Regions from separate parts of the Canis lupus genome. Here region 1 is linked to region 2. The links are chromatin contacts, called in public Hi-C maps. All regions are on one chromosome and are shown on one strand. Each heading gives the region's core, a stretch centred on a gene start, on an enhancer-like site or on the middle of the called end of the contact. The rest is flanking DNA. Distances are from core to core; before and after follow the strand shown.

Region 1 (2,814 bases), core at 115-2,614, 470 kb after region 2:
TGTCCAATCAGAGGATCCATTTTATGGTTGATGCGAATACAACGGTAACCTGATCCCTTGCACGGCTTTTCTGGGAACCAGTGATGTTTATAATGTTCTATAGGAAGACAGGAGGAGGAGGAGGAGGAAAAGAACAGAGAAACAACACTTAGATCGTTACTGTTACACATCCCGCCGCAGCCTCTTCCCGCTTCCGCCGGCTCCTCTGAGAAGTGAAAAATGTGAAGCCACCAACTTTTAAAAAAAAAAAAATGCCCAGCGTTGCCCTCGCGGGGCCGAGCGTGCGCGGGGCCGGCCGGCGAGCGCGCGGGCCTGGAGAGGGCACCCGGCGGGGCGCGGGGCGCGGGACAAACCCATTCCCAGGAACCGACCGGTCGAGGCGGCGGGGCGGCCCCGGCGGAGCCTCTACCTCCTCCGGCCCGGGAGCCGGGGGCCCGGCCCGGCCGCGCACAATGGGCCTGACGGCTTCGGCGGAGGCGCCGCCGGGCTGTTCACCCCGAAGGGGAGGAAAACCAGCAGCCCTAAGCCCCGCGCCGGGCAGGGCTGTAACCCGGCCGGGGACGAACCCAGTGATTAATGGGCCGCGGAGGGGGCGCGGGGAGACCCCGGGCCGGGCCGCCGAGCGCACGACGGGCCGGGGGGGGGGGGGGGCGCCGGAGCAACCCCAGCCCCGCAGCTCCTTTGTCCCGTCCGAGGGCCGCAGCTCCCGCCCGGGGGCCGTAGTTTCTTTGTTGCGCGCCCGTCCTTCTCCCCTCCGAGGGCCGGCCGCGGGGCGCGGGGCGCGGGGCGCCGCGGGGGCCTCGCCGGGACCCGCCGTTAGCGGCCGCCCCGACGGCCCGGGCCGCTCCCGCCCGCGCCCCCGCCCCCCCGCCCGCCCGGCGCGGCCGCCTCACCTGCCAGCAGCTCCTGCAGGCTCTGGCTGAAGGTCTGCAGCTGTCGCTCGCTCGTGAGCCCCTTGGTGCGGAGGAACTTGGAGATGAAGGACACGGCGGCGGCGATCTCGCCTATCATGGTGGCGGCCCGGGTGTAGAAGGGATGCATGGGGGCGGCGGGCGGGGCGGCCCGGGGCGGCCGGGGCTCGGCGGCGCGGCCCCGACGGCGGAGCGGCCACCCCGGGCTCCCTCGCGGCTCACAGGGCTGAGAGGAACAGAGGGCGGGAGGGGCGGGCAGCTACTTTTTTTTTCTCTCTCCTTTATAGTAAAAAAAAAAAAAAAGTTATTTTCACGACAGGAGGCGGCAGGCGAGAGGAAGAGACGAGCGACGGCGGCCTGGTCACATCGCTCGGACTTCCCCAGCCGCCTCCGCGTCCAGCTCCGCAGCCTCCGAAGCTCCCGACAGTTGCATTTCCAGCTCGGAGGGGCGAAGAGATGCAGGCGCCGTGCGGTAGCTTTTATAGCGCCGAGAAAGGAAGTGGCGTAGCCGGGGGGGGGGGGACGGCCGGCCGCAGCCAATCCGGAGATCGCACCATTGTGACGTAGCGGATTCGGAGCCGGAGGGGGCGGGCAAAGGGAGCAGGGGGCGGGGGCCGGGGCCCGGCCGAGAGGGAGGGGCTGACGTAATCCGCTTGTAAACAAATAAACTCCCGAGCGGCGGCGGCGGCGGCGGCGGGCTGGGCCGGGACGCGGGGGGCGGGGGCGGGGGCGGGGGGCCGAGCGCGGGTGCGCGAGTGAAAGCCCCGCCCCGGGCCGCGCTCCTCCCCCCGCTGGGGCGGCTGCGGGACGCGGGGCGCGGGGCCGGGGGCGGCGGGGCTCGGCCGGTCCGCGCGCGCGGGCGCCGGAGGTGCGGACCCGGAGGAGCGGCGGCCGCCCGGGGTCGGGGCCGGGCGCCCACGGGCTCGCGGAGGCGGAGGCGGAGGCGGAGGGGAGGCGCGGAGCGAAGGCTCCGTAAAGGTCTGACTGCAAAATACAGAAAAGGGCAGCGTCGGGCTGCGGCCGCCGTAACTTCGGGGCGCAGAGGAGAGGAGCGCGGACCTTGGGGAATCCGGCCCCGCGCCGCCGGCAGAGCCCGGCACCCCAGATCCGTGTAGACGCGGCGCCCGTAAAGTTTAAGCGGAATTGGGGGGTGGGGAGGCAGTATGATGCCTTTTACACCGTTTATACCCTAACCAAAGGTTGGCTGCTCTTCTTCCTCCCCTCCCCCCCATCCAGTCCAAATAACTGTGGGGCCCTTAGAGTGCTGCTGCTCATTAGAAAAACAGAAAAAAATAAATAGTGAATTTGGAGCTTGTCAAAGTATTAGTCGTAGGCATCTGAGTTTACTGGAAACCCTACTGGCGAAACTAGAAAAGAAAAAAAAAAAGAAGAAGAAAAAAAAAAAAGGACTGTTGTACTAGGGCTGAGCCTGCTAAAATGATTAAGCCCAGGAGAGGGTTAAGCCTGACTCGGTTAAGGAGGAGGGGGCAGAAAAAGGGAGATGGTGAGTCCCGGCAGATGGAGGAAGCAAACAAGAGGCAGAAGTTGGACTCCACCAGATGGAAATAAATATCCTGAGTTGAGTTGGTCATCAATATTGCAAAACACACCACTTGGAGTTGTGTGTGTGTGTGTGTGTCTGTGTTTTTAAGTACTGAGCCAGCGGGTATAGAAATGAAGCAAAAGGAGGATGTTGCAAAGCGGAGGGAGAAGACATTTATTGTTTAAATGGAACACGTAAAACTGGGTTTGAAGGAACACCCTTGAGATTGTTTATTCATCCATACACAGTAATTAGTTACATGGGAACGTCCTAATTTTCTTTGGACGAATGCATCAAAAATAATGGTAAATGAAGTACCTCTGTGTCCTTCCAGGACTTTTCAGATAGAACTGTGCTTAA
Region 2 (2,700 bases), core at 141-2,640:
ATAAGACTAGTCTTCACCAGGAAGATTCTGGCCTTGCTATTCAAAAATAATAATGATGATGATGATAATAAAACCCCTTAAGATACTGATATGCCAGCTTAGAGAAAAAGATGATGAAATATTACAGTTACTTGAGATAATGGCTTCCAGGACCATAGGACCAAGTGGAATATAAATGAAGTCAAGGAATTATCCTTATGATTGTATTTCAATTAGACCTGCTGGTATATTGGATTTTTAAGTTTGAATTGTAATACCCACTAATTTCCTCTAGAGGGAGAATGAAACAAGAATAGGCAAATAGAGTGTGAAAAGGTGGATAAAGTAGAATCATCTTGAAGATCGCCCCTCAACAGAGAAAAGACATTTTGCCAAAGCTGTCATAAGCAAAACAAGAGTGGGTAGTATTATTGTGATGTATTTTTAAGCATAGCTGAATCAACTTCTAAAATAGCAAGGATCATGTTTTTAGTTTTCCTTTAATTTTGAATAGAAAATAACTACGTACACACACAATTTCACCTACCTCGCTCTTTGTAAATTGCAATACTATCTATATTCTAAAAGAGATGATGAAGGCTAAAAAACGCTTTTTAGAAAACTGTGCGCTGAGTTCTTAGTATTCATGAAATAAATACAATGCTCATCTACTTAAGTATACAAGCATAGCAGCCTAAGTGAAGGAGGCATCCTGCAAACAAATTATCCAACACTATATAAAATACTGTCTAAAACTAAATAAGAAGATGATTATCCTTCCTCACCCCACAATCTCCTTAGGATGGTCAAGGTTCTGCTAAAATGATCCAATCTTCTAAAGTTTGGAGATCCAGAGGAAAACCACGGAAATAAGTGTTTATGTGCATTGTGCAAGAACTGAAATTCAGGTAGTTTCACTGTTATTACAGAATCTGAAGAAATAAACATCAAAGGGAGATGAGATCACCATCTCCAGAAAAAGGGTTTCCACAAGAGAAACAATGTGGAAGAAAATTATCCTCTTTGCTAACAATATGGTGATCAGCCTTTCCTGCTTTTTCCTGATGATGAGGTGATGTCACTGGTCAGAAGCGCTGGCCTATTTTCTGTTCTGCCTATGGTGGGTTGAATTGGATGAAAATAAACATCTTACATAACAGGCCGGCTGTGCACTTCATCTTTTTTTTTTTTTTTTCCCAAGGAGATTTTCCCAGTGTGAATTCTGCATGTACAATTAACATTGGCGAAATTTCAGCTAAAAAATCTGTTAGGTTTATAAGCAGATTGACAATACAGCCCATGTATGCTGCCTCCCATTCCCCCCAACCACCCTACCTCCTACACACACACACACACACACACACACACACCATCTCTACCACCACCACCTCCACCACCATCACTTCTACTCCTCCCGTAATCAAACTAGCTTTGTACCGAGAGAGAAGGGAAAACAGACAAGTTAAAATTGAAATTGGTCTTCAAAGAGTTGTAACAAAATAGGAGATTGCAGATTAGAGCCATTGTCTTATTCCAGTGATTAAATTGGACCCCCCTGCCCCTTCCCCGCCACTTCGGGCATGCTTTCTCAGAATTGAAGATAATGAATCAAAGATTACAAGCCCAACCAAAATGATGCATCCCTATGTTAGCAGCCCTCATGGTTGTGGAAAGGGCAAACTCAGCAGAGAGAATTTTCCATTGTAATTTGAAATAAGTAACAAAAATTTTGGAATTCTCTGTCATAAATCCTGTTTTATATGGAGGAGTTTATGAATTTTTAGGCTTTGTCATTTATTGTGGAAGCTATTTATGGAGTGAATATGCTAAACTGAGCACTCGGTTTGATTTCCCGAAATCCTAAAGATACAATAAAATCAGAGGTGCCAAAGAGTCAAAGCAAACGTATACTTGAATAGCCTGGATGGAACTCATTTGAAATCAGCAACATAATTTGCAGTGGGTTGGATGGAGCCCATCAACTGACTTAGTGGTCTTACTTCCAGAGAAAATAATCACACAGTCTTTACTCAGTAAAGTAAATATTTGAATGCCTATCATATGCCTAACACACGACAAATATTAAGTAACCTAAATAGGATAGAGTTGAAATTAGACTATGATATAATATTTTTATATGCCAAGCACTAAATGTAAATGTTACCAATCTATAGTTCAAGAGAGGAAAACCATTTAAAGTAAATGCAAAAGAACAGATGATGAATTAAGATTATCTGATCCTTCCTGGCACAAAAATAAATCACCAGTGTTCTGTTCCAAGTAGAAGCCACTTTGGAAAGGGCCAAAATGCAACTTTCTTTTACTGGGTGCATATACATAATGCCAAGTCAAGAAAATCAGTCTTATACCCATATGTGCTTTATTGTGTACCCATTTACAGGTGCTGACCTATGTTTAGAGGCTACTCTGGCCTTTTTTTTTTTTAATAGAAATATACAATTGACATACAATATTCTCCTGTTAGTTTCATGTGTGCATTGTAGTGATTCAGAATTCTTATACATTATGAAATTATCCCTATGATAAATCTAGTTACCATCTTTCCTCTATGATGCGCATGAGTGTGTTACATACCTGTTTAATATACACCAGTAATAATGGGCAGACAGTATGTATATAATGAGCCATCTATGTTACTCTGGAAAGATAATTGCATTTATATTCTAAAGATTTGCATTTAAATATCAACTCTGATTTTTA

Evidence for each region. A called contact is a pair of places that touch in the nucleus more often than the background predicts.
Region 1: a contact with region 2 is called in a Hi-C map of amygdala, with 5 times the contacts expected there. The contact joins the promoter of BTG1 here to the enhancer-like site in region 2. A contact is called at or near these places in 2 of 9 Hi-C or Micro-C datasets (amygdala and blood).

What each region holds. Positions count from the first base shown.
Region 1 is chr15:32,950,145-32,952,958 of UU_Cfam_GSD_1.0, forward strand. It overlaps BTG1 (protein BTG1), which reads right to left and starts at 1,365. Exons shown (of 2, transcript XM_038558635.1): 1 at 894-1,365; 2 at 1-97. The coding sequence starts at 1,041.
Region 2 is chr15:32,481,246-32,483,945 of UU_Cfam_GSD_1.0, forward strand. No RefSeq gene overlaps it. Among named protein-coding and RNA genes, the nearest start is that of MIR8840, 290 kb to the right of the region's middle. Within about 2 kb of position 1,391, at least 2 of the 20 cell types and tissues checked have an H3K27ac peak or open chromatin away from gene starts, as enhancers often do.